Regions from separate parts of the Mus musculus genome. Here region 2 is linked to region 1. Evidence: chromatin contacts called from public HiChIP or PLAC-seq data. All regions are on one chromosome and are shown on one strand. The core of a region is the stretch at or near the end of the contact, and the rest is flanking DNA. Distances in the headings are between cores, read along the strand shown.

Evidence for each region. HiChIP or PLAC-seq counts read pairs in DNA pulled down with a chosen protein or histone mark.
Region 2: an H3K4me3 HiChIP or PLAC-seq map of embryonic basal ganglia shows a contact between it and region 1, with 3 times the contacts expected there. The contact joins the promoter of 1700095J03Rik here to the enhancer-like site in region 1. A contact is called at or near these places in 19 of 39 promoter capture datasets (the 3T3-L1 cell line, the C10 cell line, HPC-7-derived erythroid cells and 9 more), 1 of 15 datasets of contacts at CTCF or cohesin (stem cell-derived epiblast-like cells), 80 of 484 Hi-C or Micro-C datasets (the 63-12 cell line, the AtT-20 cell line, B cells and 53 more), 12 of 115 datasets of contacts at active chromatin or transcription factors (acute myeloid leukemia, bone marrow-derived dendritic cells, differentiating embryonic stem cells and 8 more) and 6 of 9 other capture datasets (adipose tissue, embryonic stem cells, embryonic tail and 3 more).

What each region holds. Positions count from the first base shown.
Region 1 is chr7:109,228,991-109,236,171 of GRCm38.p6, forward strand. No RefSeq gene overlaps it. Among named protein-coding and RNA genes, the nearest start is that of Gm32563, 20 kb to the right of the region's middle. Within about 2 kb of position 3,166, at least 23 of the 459 cell types and tissues checked have an H3K27ac peak or open chromatin away from gene starts, as enhancers often do. A contact at or near this core is called in the N1E-115 cell line and embryonic basal ganglia, where this site is marked.
Region 2 is chr7:109,434,794-109,441,974 of GRCm38.p6, forward strand. It overlaps 1700095J03Rik (RIKEN cDNA 1700095J03 gene), which reads left to right and starts at 3,825. Exons shown (of 2, transcript NR_152110.1): 1 at 3,825-5,389. Stk33 (serine/threonine kinase 33) reads right to left here and starts at 4,260. Exons shown (of 14, transcript NM_054103.1): 1 at 4,124-4,260.

The sequences.
Region 1 (7,181 bases), core at 1,916-4,415:
GAGGGAGAGGGAGAGGGAGAGGGAGAGGGAGAGGGAGAGGGAGAGGGAGAGGGAGAGTTAGTTTTGAGATAGTCTTGCTATGTAGCCCAGGCTGGCCTTGAACTGTTGATCAGCCTTTTGAATGCTGAGACAGCAGGCATGTACCACCATGCCTGGTTTTTATTTTTATTTTTATTTTTATTTTATTTTTAACTTAATAGTCACAGGAAACAAAGTCCAGTCCCTTTGGAAAGTGTTAAGTAGGAAGCTGAAAGGGAAAGGAGACTCCTGGAACTTAAAGGATAATCTAAACTACCAAATCCAGAGTTGATCCATGGAAAGGTGGTAAGGGACTGGTTACTATGGCAACAAGCATTTCTGCTTACTAGAAGTGCAGGTGAGAAGCCAGGGCTGAGTCAGGCCAGGCCCAGAGAAAGACTGCAAACTTTCCCCTGGGTCAAAACAAGTGGCCCAGGCCCAGCTCAGGTGCTCAGTCCAAGGGCCGAGGGAGCCTGCCATTCCATTCCCCTGCGTCAGGTAAGGTCTCAAAGACTGTGTGTGTTGTGTGTGAGTGTCTGTCTAAGGGTGTGTGTGTCTTTGTGGGTTGTGTATGAGTGTCTGTGTGAGGATGTGTGTGTCTTTGTATATTGTATGACTGTGTGAGGGTATGTGTGTCTGTATATGTTGTATGACTCTCTGTGTGAGAGTATATGTGTCTGTGTATGTTGTGTGTGAATGTCTATGTGTCTGTGTGTGTTGTGTATGAGTGTGTGTCTATGGGTGTTATGTGTTGTGTGAGTATGTGTGTCTTGTGTGAGTTTTGTGTGTTGTGTGAGGGTGTGTGTGTATGCTGTGTGAGGGTTTATGTGCCCATATGAACTCACATGGAGGTTGGAGAGGACATCAGGTGTTCTGTTCTATCATTTTCTACCTTACTCCTTTCAGACCCTGAACTTGGAAGAAGGCTAACAGGGAACGATCCTTCTGTCTCTTCTTCCTACAGAGCTGGGCTTGGAGGTACCCATGGTCTTTTGACATGAGTGCTGGGATCTGAACTCATGTCCTCGAGCCTCTCTCCAGAGGCATGAACTTATGTCCTACTGAGCCTTCTTCTCCAGACCACTGCTTTTCAAAACTTGCAAAATCTATGTAGGAGCAACAGCCTTCCAAGGATTGCTGGTTAGTGTTCTTTAGGACACTCCAGGCTCGTGTGTGTGTGTGTGTGTGTGTGTGTGTGTGTGTGTGTGTGTGCGCGCACAGGAACATGCTCTGTAAGGGGTACTCAGGGAACTCTCATACACATTGTTTGTGAACAAACAGAGGAAGCCGAGCCAGGCGGCTCCCTTTAATGTCCTTGTCTCATGCTGCCCATCTTCCTCTGCTTGGGTTCCAGGCCTTAAGGTCTGCTCATGTGGCCTATGTTTATATGGGATACCAACCTGCGGCTTGGCCTCGGCCCTCCCACATTGGGGAGAAGCAACAGCTCTTCCCTTCCCTCAGGGGCGCCTTCACAGGGAGTGGCCCCAGTAGCGGATGTTTCCAGCATCCACTGACACCTCAGCCAGATATGAAAGGAAGGAAGCCTCTGAGTTGAGAATATATTCTGAGTTCCCCCATCTTCCCTCTCACAGACAGGATTTGAAAACCCCAGGAAGGGGATCCCTGGGACAGAGAGTTAGGGATCTACCCTGGAGGAATCTGTTTAAGGTTGCCACCAGGCCTGGAGTGGGAATGGTGAAAGGCAGGAGAGTGGGGCAGGAGGCAGGCTTGAGTGTCCTGACCCAGCTGTCCTCTCAAAACCTGTGAGTTTTATCTGGCCCCTCTCCACCTGCAGAACCTCTTCCACCAGCCCATTCCTGACAGGGATCAGGGCTTCTTTCTGTCTGCCTCTACTCCTGCCCTCCTGTCAGGGATGAGCCGATGCCAGAATCCTGTAACCTCTAGGAGGCAGCAGAGAGCACAGCCTGAACAGCTAAGCAGCTATTGGGCATTCATTTCCACCTCTGCAATGCTGGGTACCTGGGGAGAGCCCGCAGGCCTCTCTGGGTCTCTGGTTCTAGTTTTTTCTTATTGGGATGATGACTCACAGTCCTGTCTCTGCTAGATGCACAGATGGGGAGAATCTGCTGTGAATCTAAAGAAGGGGTGGGGAAGAAGGTAGGCAGCCAGGGAGAAGGGAGGACCAGCCTGTGTGTGTGTGTGGGGGGGGGGGGGGGGGAGAAGGTAGGCAGCCAGGGAGAAGGGAGGACCAGCCTGTGTGTGTGTGTGTGTGTGTGTGTGTGTGTGTGTGTGTGTGTGTGTGGTGTGTACAAGCGTGTTCACTGGGGCAGAGTTTCACATCGCCAAACCTGGAAAGCACAGTGGCTGATGTGGGGGTATTAGCCTTGAACAGTGGGACCTGAGTGCCAGTCCTGGCTCTGAGAGAGGAGGAGGAGCCTAGTACCCAGGGGCCTCGCATGCCAAGAGCCACTTTTGTACCCCTGCCTGCCCCCACTCCTCCATCTGCCTGACTTTACCACTAATAGGTTTAGGATTTCTCTTTGTAAAGAAATATAACCCAGCAGGTGGGAACTGGGGTCCCCAGCCCACCCAGACTTCATGCCCCACCCAGATCTCCCCTGGGAGACTTGGAGTTGGGCCTCATTCTTCCCAAGAGGGCTGGGAGGTAGAAGAAGCTGGAGGGCCCCATTCTGGCCTCTGACAAGCTTCATCGGGACGCCCGGAGGGGTTTATTTGGATTTTTTAATTATCATTTTTTACTTTTTTTCCTCCTCATGAAAAAGTTTTAATATACACAGTAAATTAAGCCCAGAAAAAAAAGGAGGGGGGCACATTTCATCTTTAATCTATTTACTTCTGAATATTTAACATACAATTCTGGCACCAATCACCAAATTTAACTGGAAAATTACTCACTAATCTGTTTGCTTATTTGGAATAATTGGGTCGGCTGCCAGCGCGAGGATTTCCCCCCCTGTTTAATATCTCAGTTAGTAGTCCAATTTCAGCTTGGCGGCATAATTACTCTGACAGAGCTGTAGCCACGGGGCCTGTGAGTGGGGCTGCTTTTAAACCGTAAATTATGAAGGATTAGCATTTATGAATTTTAAATCAGGACTGGGGTAGGAGACACTAAAGCTGCTTAACGCTGGGGAACAGCAGCCTCCACTCAGAGGCGTCTGCCGTAACCCTTCCGCTCCCAGGACATCTGAATGATGGGGAGCCTGGAGTGGTGACCTGGTGGAACACAGAGATCGACAGGGTGGGACACAGAGGTGCAGAGGGGAGTGGCCAAGCAATGATGGAGCCCCTGAGGGTCAGGATTCCTAGCTGATGTAATGGGAACAGGGTTCAGCCAAGGCCATCTACCCCTGTGGGAGGCAACAAGACTCTACTTTTCATTGCCCTAGAGGGAGGCTAGGAGTGACAAACCAGGAGTTAAGGTCAATCCCTGCATCCCCCTGCCTCCACACAGACCTCTACCCTGTGGTAGGATGGGTGTCTTTTCTTGAGACTTTTCTGGCAGCTGATGTTAGTTTCTGGTCTACTAGCTCTGGATGACAGGAGGGCCATCTATGCCTTCCCTAACATGTCACAGCACTTCTAACTATCTGTCTTCCTCTTTTTCCTTCTCCACAGGCCCCTCTCTAACACCTGGTGGAATGTGCCTAGCTGTTAAACTAGACCTAGTTAATTTGATGCCAAGCTAAATCTCTTGGTAGCTGTGTGACCTTGGATAAATTTCTTTGTCTTGCTGAGTCTCCATCCGACTTCAATGAATCAGTAGTTCCTACCTGTGGGGCTGCTGGGAGACTTGTGGGAAATTCCATGGGTGAGGCATAGGACATTGTGATTGGCACATGTACACATGGGTTCAGTTGACTCAATGCCGTTTGAGGTCTGCCTTTGGATGGGAGTCAATGTGCTATATACACTACCATCTTTTTGTCCCTCACTCATTCTTAGGGGAAACTTCAAGTTCCTGGCCCCCAAGACTCCACAGGTCCTTCTCTGGAGAAGTGCAGTGGTCAGGAATCTGCCTCTCTGGCACTTGACCTGGTTGGAGCAAAGAACCTCCAGCTTCCCAGCACGGTTGAGTTGGGCTTGAGATAGTAGAGTGACCTTAATCAACTTGTATAACTTTTCTGTGCCTCTCTTCCCTATTCTGAAAATTTGGTATGAGAGCAGAAGTATCCCACCATAGTACTGTTGAGAGAATTAATGAGTTAGTCAAGTACAAATCCAGGGTCGCCTTTGGGGCACAGGAAGTATCAGCAATGGTAGCTATTCATTATCTATACAAGGGAGAAGGCTGGTCCTATCAGTGGAACCTGCCTATTCTGAGGCTCCAAAGTGGCTTTCCTTGACTTTGGGGAGATTCCCTTCCCAACTTGTCTACAAAGCAAGAAGGAAAAGGACAGGACCCAAATGGGTAGGGCATGGTGGAGACCAATCTGGAACACATGGCACAGAAGGCCACACCTCTGCCTGTCACGTGCTGATCAAATTACTATGATCATCTTCCTATTACCTGTAGTTCTGGTAAGGGGCTGCTGAGTGATTTGGTAAGATCACCAAGATCCAGGGGAGAGGTAGAACAGTAGAAAGAAAAAGACATAGTCTCAGCCTAGAGACACCTGTATGTGTGAGTTAGCACTCCTCAGGCCGGCCCAGACTTCTGTGCCTGAGGCTCCCAGGCCAGAGCTAGCATAATGCGTCAGACAGTCAGGCAAGGAAAAGAGAAGAGCCAGGCTAGGGAGCCCAGCATGAAGAATGGGCAGGCTGAGCTGCTGAAATGAGGGGCCTGGAGTCAAAGCTTGTTTGATGGGCTCTCTAAACCTCTCCTCTTTCTACTGCTGCTTCCCAGCCTCAACCAAACTGGGGTCTGGATTACGATGTATACCCAGTGTAACAGGGTATCATTGTCTTAACTCTCCTATGGTAATTCATTCCCCTTTCTGGGCCTCACCGTGCTCATGGGAAGGGCTTGTCTGTTGGTGGGCCTAGCATTCAAGTTCACACACTGCTATGTCCCAGAGTGGACTTGGCACACCATTTGCTCTCTTCAGAAGGCCTCATAGTCTCACCCCAGGACCAGATTGGACAGAGTTGAACTTCAAGATGTCACTGGATAAATCTGACTGCCTGACATCATCCATGACCATAGGCCTAATGACTAGTCAAAGACAGTCCAAGTAGCCCCAGCATCGCTGGCATTGGGGGCTCTGGGGCACAATGAACACACATACGCACAATGTATACACACACAAAGTATACACACAATGCATACATACAATGTACACACAAAATGTACACACACATGCAGGCACACAAACACATACACACACATGGAGGCGCGCACACACACACACATACACAGGCACACTGGCTTCAAGGAGCCTCACATGCTATGCTAATGTTTTCCTGTTTGTTTGCTTAAAGGTGGCCTCTGCAATCATTTTACTCTAGCAAATACATCTTAAGGATCTTCTCTTTGCTTCCTTATATCATGTCCCCAGGGGTTCTGGCTCTCCAGGGCCACAGGATTTGGGGGAATAAGCAGAGAGGGCAGGGGGTGGTCTCAGCAGTTACATACATGCACATCCAGGCCAAGGCGAGGCTGCACTCCCAGTGGCCACACAGGATTTCTGGCCCTGCTGGTCTTCAACCACGCTAGGATGCTTGATGGATGGGAAGTGCCAGGTTTGTCGAGTCCTTGCTGGGCTTTGTGATAACTCATTATATTTCTTTCTTTACAAATTGCCCCATTAGCACTCCTGAATTGAAGGGAATCACAAAGCCGGGAGCATCCCATCCCGGGCTGAGCATGGGCTATGAATTTCCTGCAGAGGGAAGGCTGAGTTTTGAGGCAGGGGCTATAGGGACAGATGGCTGAAGTGGGTCCCAAATCCTGCAAGGGAAATGGGTTTGTTTTCTTTAAACTTAAGAGAATAAAAGAGTTCTAACCAAGCCCTGCTGGATTTAAATAGCAAGCTCTGCCTCGCTGCTCATTGGCTTTCAAGCTGGGGGCGCTGATCCCTGTTTGAGGGGTTAAACTCTAACCCCATTAAGCCATTTATGGAAAGCTGACCACAGGGAAGTAGGCAGCCCCTCTTCCTGCAGCCTCCCTAAACCCCACAGATTCTGAAATTGCTTGTCACTCTCAGTCAGAGGGTTCTAAACAAGCAGGCACTAATCCTCTCTGTTAAGGAGATACTTACTTTGTCTGAAAAACTTCAAAGAGCCCATGACAGACACTCAAAATCAAAATTAGCATTCCAATGAGGATTTAAAAAAATAATAATTCTTACAGTGCTGCAAAGGAGAGGGGGAGAGGTGAAGAGACTTGGCCTGGAGGCTGAGGAGGGGGTGGGGGGAGCAGCTTTCATCTCCCACCCCAGCCAACAAGCAAGCCAGGAGCTTGTGGGGTCAGCCCCTGCAGGCTGAGATGCTGGAGCCCCCCACCACCACCACATCCACCAAGGGGCAAAGGCTGCACCACTGGCCTAGACCTCCAGGATGGATAGGCAATGGCCAGGACCCCAGAGGATGAGAAGACCAAGGCTTAGAGGGGGCCTCAGGCATCTGTAGAAGCCTGCTATCTATCCACCCTCAGGGTGGCTTGACTGTAGGCCACAAGGAGTGTACTCTGCTCACAAGGCTTGGAGGAGTGAAGGGATGTGGACAGGTGTCCTGGGACAGCTGAGTGGCAGAGCATGAGCTCCAATTGCTTTGATAATACATACCCAGGGAAGGGTTTTATTTGGGATCAGATTTAAGAGTTCTACTACTCCTTTTGAGTCCTGCAGATTTTCTATCTATACCTAATGGGTATGTAGCCTCCTTCCACCCTCAGCCTGACCTTGGCTCTTAGCTGAAGTATTTCACCCCAACTGGCCCTACAACTCATCTCCCCATCCTCTCACCAGAATCACTTGGAAATTTCATCTCTCACTGGACTCCACTCTTGCAGACTGAAGCTTTCAAGGTCGTTGGGAGCTACTAGACCCCAGACAGGCTGTTTCTCCCTCCCTCTTGGTTTCTAGCGTCTTCCTTTCTGTAGCTGTTCCGATGAAGCTGAGCTTCCTGGCCCCTGCACCAGTTCCTCTGGCTCCTCTGTTGGCTCTTGCTGGGGTGGCCTGGGGTGTCATGCTTCAGGATGGGATGGTCCTGAGGATGTTTCAGGATCTCACAACTTCAGG
Region 2 (7,181 bases), core at 2,575-5,074, 210 kb after region 1:
TCTTCCCACTCCTGTTGTACTGAAGGTCCGCATTGCCTACATTTCAGATTTCACCCGAGACTTAACCTCTGAAACACTGCTTTCTACCTTACTCAGCAGCTGTCTTAGCTAGGATTTTTATTGCTACAGCAAACCACCATGACCAAAAAACAGCTTATACTTCCACATTGCTGTTCACCACTGAAGGAAGTCAGGATAGGAACTCAAACAGGGTAGGATTCTGGAGGCAGGAGCTAATATAGAGGAGTGCTGCTTACTGGTTTGCATCCCCTGGCCTGCTTAACCTCTTTCTTATAGAACCCAGGACCACCAGCACCATCACCCACAATGGGCTGGACTCTCCCTTACAGATTGCTAGAGAAAGTGCCTTATAGCTATATCTCATAAAAGCATTTCCTCAAACGAGGCTCCTTCCTCTCTGATGACTCTAGCTTGTGTCAAGTTGACACAAAACTGACTAGTACAGTAGCCAACAGGCAAGTAACAACCTGCCCTGGGCCCCAGTAACACGTTAATTCCTGCCAAAGCCCGGGATACAAGGTACTGCATAGGCCAAGGAGGACAGACGAGGTAAAGAAACCAAACAAACAATGGTTTAAAAAAAAACTGACGGTATAGTAAGTGGGTCGGGGGTGAAGCTGGATGGCAGGAATGACTCCAAATATTCCCAGCTCAATCAGACAGCTCTATTCAGTGACAACGAACTTAAAACTTAAAACATGATGGTGGGGAGTGTGGCAGGGAACAAGAGCGGTGACAGTTTGAAGTGATACATGCCTGAAGTGACAAATATGTCAGTTGCCCTGATCTGATCATTACATGCTATGTGCATGTATTCAAGTATCACACATGAATGCGTACAATCACTATATCTAGAAAATCTTTCAAAGAGCTTGTATAGTCAATTTGGATGAAAGAAATAGCTAATATCTAATAATGATATTTTTAATCTTTAAACAAATAAATAATAAAAATATGAGTTAAAATAAGGAGGAACTTTATCTGAAGTGGACAAAGGTTTGTTTTGTTTTGTTTTGTTTTTTTAAGTAATGCTAACATGAGCATCACATAGCTGATAGTGGGACTGAAGACTGTACAGTCTTTTTGGAGAGCAGAGCAGACCTACAATTCAAGAACACTACAGCATCCCTGTTCCTTTGTAATTCCATTTTTGAGAAACTGATCTTAAGCAACAAGGACACAATGAGAAGATTAAATTATGAAGACATTCATCATTACATTTGGTAGTTCACATATAAATAGCCACTAATAATAGCTAATAAAGCTTCATTCATAGTGTGATTGTGGAGCTAAGAAGACGGTACAAGGGCAGATCCTTACACGTTACTAATCACCATTCACTGTTCCAAGTAGTTCACATGGAGTCATTCACTCACTTCTCAAAGCAATTTGGCATTCAACTATAGGCAGACCAGTGCTACTGTCATGTCTGACTTCCCAGTGAGAAATCTGAGGCACTGAGAAGGTGACTGAACTAAGGTTACACTGAAACAAACTCTGACATTCTAGGCTGAAATTCAAAAATTCAAATGCTATGGAAACAAAATGTTATCATAAATTTTTGGTAAGTTATTCGTTGCTAAACCTTGCCATAACCTGATGTCAACCTATGTATCACCTTTATCCCAAGTAAGAGTGGATTCAGTTTACCATAGAAAAGTTAATGTACTTGATGACATTCAGGGTTCAATTAGTTGGTGTTCTACTGCTATGAAGAGTCACCATGACCACTGCAAATCTCAGTAAGGAAGGCATTGAATTGTGGCTGGCTTACAGTTCCAGAGGTTTAGCTCATTACCATGATGGTGGGGAGTGTGGCAGGGAGCAAGAGCGGTGACACAAGGCACACATGGTGCTAGAGGAGTAGCTGAGAGACACATTGGGCCTGGCTTGAGCTTTTGAAACCCCAAAGCCCACCCACAAGCATTCAAAGATATAAGCCTATGGATGCCATTCTTATTCAGACCATTAGGGTACAATATATACACACTCTGGATCCCAGAGGATCCATCCATCCACCATATCACCCTTCAATAAAATGAAACATCAGCCCCACGGGTTTCAGGCATGGAACTGTGATAGAACTAGAATGAACATGTAAACCATCTGTCTGGTTCTGTAGTCTGTGCTTCTAGGCACAGCATGATATTTTCATATACGACTGAATGCCATGGGGAAACAGTTGTAACTCAAGCATCCAGCTCGTTATTAACGCCCCTAGCCCCCGTGTGCCAGACACACAAATGCTACTGAAGGGAGATAACTGTGCCGGAAGGGCCAATGTTTGAGGAGGTTTGTTCCAGATAAATTAATCAAATATAGTGATCACTTTGAGGAAACATTTGGCCTTGGGATATTAAGGGTGACCAAGAATTAATTAAAGAGAACAACAATGGCAGGGACAGGAACATGTGCAAAGGTCCTGAAGTGAGACAAAAAGCCATGATGGAAAACTGAAGAAGAGTCTATGTATCCCCAAGCACAGAGGCGCATGCTTGCAATCCCAGCTACCTGAGAGACTACATCAGGAAGAAAACAAGTAGAAGCTAGCCATAAGGCCTGGCCTAAATTTATTTATTTACTTATGTATTTATTTAGAGTGCTAGGATTGAATTCAGGGCCTCCCTGTGTGCTGTGTGTGTGTGTGTGTGTGTGTGTGTGTGTGTGTGTGTGTATGTATGTATGTATGTATGTATGTATTATGTATCTATTTTGTGTACAATTTGTGGAGTCTGTTCTCTCCTTCCAACACGTGGGTCCTGGGGATCAATTTTGTGTCATCGGACTTGGTGGTAAGCACATTTATTTACCCAAGGAGCCATTTTTCTGGCTCAGCATAATCAATTTGTAAATTTTAAATATTGTTCCTGCTGTAGAGCAAGAGATAAAATAGGAATACTTTAAAATGGGACACTGACTTCAGACCAATTAGAAGGTAACTTCAAGAGACACAGTAAGAGCATGGTAGCCCAGACTAGGGTGATAGAAGAAGAAACAGAAGTGGTTAGATCTGATATTTGGTTTGAAGACAAAATGAACACAAAGTCATGGCAGTATGGACATAGGAGAAAGGGAAATGGGTACTGATGAGGGCAAGATTCCTGGCTTGAAAATGATATAGATATATGATTCATTAGGAAAAGAACACTGGTGGCTTACACAGACTAGACTTTTAGATATGTAGTATCTCGGTGTGGTGCTCACAATTTGAAGACATGACCTGGAGAACAAGGAGAGCAAGCTTAAGTTCAAAATCTGTTGCTTTGGCATTCCATTCGCAGATCCTTCCTCCTACATAGGCTGGCTTGATCTTGCTCTGATGTTGAAGGTGGGTTGTCAGACCAAAAAACAGCGGGGGGGGGGGGGGGCAAGGTTCCTCCGCTGTGGTTAGGCGTGAGGAGCACCCCGAATGTGCAATTATCCCCTACAACTAACTTAACCACTTTCTATTTGTCATTCACAGGGCAATACCACATACAGGCTCATTTCACCCGACAACGGTGTGAGAAATTCTAACGTGCGTCTAGGAAACAGAGACAGCAGGTTTAAATTCCCTGTCCTCAGAATCATCTGGAGACTGCTCTTAACATCGCCCTGCCTCCTGAGCATCCACTCTGTGCAAGGAAAAAGACTTAAGAAGCTACCACATAACGAGGTCCTAGTAGATGTCAGGCTCTTAGGAAATTAAAAAGACACCAAGCCCTTACAACTCCATGGCTTTTAAGGACGTTTTCCCACACACACACACACACACACACACTTACCCTGAGTGAGATCACATTAAACTTTCAAAAATGTTTCCTGTAGCGAACATGGGATGGGAGTGAGGAAGTGAAGATGGACCCAAGCAGCAAGGGACCACCCCAAACACCAGACCAGGGGAAAATGAGGTCCCGGGTGTTTGGGTCCCCCGAGACTCCTAAAAGGGTCCGTGATCATCCCCAGGACCCTCCTCCGCGCAGGACGCCTGGCCGACCGCTGGCTGGAGCCCTGAGGCCCGTTTGCCTGCGGTTGTCATAGCAACGGGGCTCGAAGGCTGCCTAACCCTCCCGCCCACCTTTTCCCTCAGGGTAGGGCGAGTCAGCGTTGCGAGGCCACTCACCACAACGGCCGGCGGGCTGCCCCTGACAGAGGCACACACTTGGACCCGAGTGGTCCCCCAGCCCCGAACGCCACACCTAAAGAAGCTGAACTTTTCTAAGGCCCGGGATGCCGACCCAGGAGGTGGACGGGGTCTGCACCGGGACAAAGCGCGACAGCAAACGCGAAGCCCCAGCCTTCCGCGCGCAAGTGAGGCCTGTGAGGAGAGCGGGGGCCGCACAACGGCGCCCGCGTGCCCGGGAGCCTGGTCTCCGCGGGCCGCACCCCAGACACGGAGCGGGGAAGCCTGCCTCGAGCACCGTGTCAAGTAAAACGCTTTTCAACAGCACTGTCGCTATCGTGACGGGATGTTCCGACTTATTCTCAGTCATGGCCCAGGCGGCCGGTGCTCGTGCGGCGAGGCTCGCCCGTCCAGGGGGCCTCATACGATGTGAACGTGGTCAGGGCGTCTCTGCTGAGAGCTGGGTGTGGATCCTCACAGAAAGGCTGAAGTGGCCCGTGACGAGTCAAATAACATATCTCTAGACTTGTCCCAAGCCTCTGTGGGACCATCTCCAATGTATGTCGCAAGCAATGGAGCCGTGAAAAGCTGGCTACAGCTGTATGCTAATGTTCTATTATTGATCTGAACTAGGAATGGCTTCTGTGGGCGGGTCCTCTCTCCAGCAGCTGTCGGGAAGAAATTCAACTCTACTTGGACTAGCATAATTATTCAAGGCAGATGTCTTCTAAAATTAAGGTGATTGATAGCCAGTAACAGTACAGCAAAGCAATTAATTTTATTGCTTACAGGTGTACATTTGGCAACTACTTAATCCTGTTGCTTTCATAGGAGGGAAAAAAGTGCTCAAAATGGGCACAAGTAGTTGGTAACTTCATTTTGGAAACCATTTTTCAACCACAAATACTCCCTGCCATGTACTATATTAATAGAACTTTGGGATCTTGGCCAAGCAATGTTCTGGAAAATTACAGAACTATCGTCTAACAAGAGTCTGGAAGAGATGTGAGAATTTGCACTCTGTATGTCCCCCTTGCCTGTATAGAAAGATGGCATGATTGCCCATCCAAGCCTAAGTCTGAGCATGAGTTTGAGGAGATAAACTACTATCTGCTTCACTGAACTGTGACATGCATGGATCCGCCTTTAACAAACCCCTACGAAGGCTTTTAGACTCCGGACCCTTCCAAAAAACAACTTCAAACATCTGACAAAGCCTAGTTAAGGGACAACACTGGTAGGAAGAATTGTTGGAAAGGCATGCTGGTGAGTCCTCCCCTGCAGTCTGTCAGTGATGCCCAAACTTGCTCAACACCAGACATCTACCGGGAATTTTTGTTTTACTTTATTTTGTGTTTAAGTGTAGATTCACAAATTATACACTCAGAGATTCTGATTAAATAGGTCCCAGTTTTGAACGGGTGGGTAGGTGTGTGTGTGTGTGTGTGTGTGTGTGTATGTGTTTCTAGCACTGGTTAGGAACCAGTAGGCTAGGGTTTTGTTTTGTTTTGTTTTGTTTTTTCTGAGTTGGGTCAGACCATCGAAGCACACTGTGTTTGTAGTCTGGGAAGATAGTTTCAGTTGATAAAATACTGACTTCAAGCATGAGTACCTGAGGTTGATTCCCAGAACCCAAGTTAAAAAAAATAAATTGAAAACTGGGCACAGAGGCACATGCTAATAATCCCAGCACTAAGGAGGTAGAGACAGGAGGTTTCCTGAGGCTTACTGGCCAGCTATCATAGACTAATTGGTAAGTTTCAGACCAGTGAGCAGTCAAAAACCAAAGTTGACAGTTCCTTGGAACAACACCACCTAAAGCTGACTTCTAGCCTAAACACACACACGCACACACACGCACACACGCACACACGCACACATACACACATACACACAGGTCCATTTATTTGGGTGCATATGAACATGTATCTCTGCCGTGTTTATATGGAGATCAGAGGACAACTCTTGGGGCTCAGTTCTCTCCTGCCACCTTGTGGGATTTGCAGTTCAAACAAGTTCAGGCCTGCATATGTGCAACCTCTACCCACTGAGCTGTCTCACTGATACCCTCCAAAATGTTTAAGGCTGAGTGTACCACCTTATCTTCCCCTTGGAACTCTGCCTATCGCAAGTCTTTAGCATCAGCCTTGCTCCATTTGCTTATATTAAGAAACGATATCAGTGGCTTGCAAGCACGGCTTGGTAGATAAAGACACTGAGTAGATAAAGATACCAATCCTGACAACCTGTCCCATTCCCAGAACACATGCAAAGGTAAGAGAAAGCCAACACCTGCATGTTGTCCTCTGACCTCCATACATGCACCGTGGCACAAGCACATGTGCACACATGTGCAGACACAATAATAAAAATAAATAAGTTTTAAATAAGAATGGAGCTTTTCCCCTGACAGTAAGTAAAATATTTGTGACATCTCTGCATTTGTTAGAGGGTTTGTTTTGTTTGAGACAGAACTCACTATACAACTCTAGGCGTCCTAAAACTCGATGTGTAGACCAGGCTGGCCACAAACTCACAGAGACCCACTTGCCTGCTGGGTACTGGAATATAAGGCATGCACCACTCTGCCTAACTTTAAAGCGGTTTTAAGAATGTCCCAACCCCGTAGCAGAATCTTTCCAGCTTATCTAAGCCAGGGTTTCTCCTTTTTTTGGTTCATAAGCCACTAAAAAGAAATATGTTTTATATTGCCACCCACTGTATATGTATTTACTAACAGAAACACTTCTGAGATTTAGTTGGCCTCTAATTCCATCTGGAGAAGGTTCTAGGCTCTACAGGACCAGAGTGAGTGCTGGGGATGTAACTCAGCAAAAGAGGACCCACCTAGCATGTGTACCGCCCTGGGTTTGCCAGGACTGCAAAATAAATGAACAACTCATATGATTAGATTAGGCCCATCCAAAAATTCAGGATAGTCCCCCACTTCTATAAAGAAATAGCTGTGGGTATAGAGCCCTTGCCAACTAATATAATTACTTTATGCCCCCATAGGACAGTCCATGCAAGAAACTTTCAATTCTGTTAGGAAAAATAG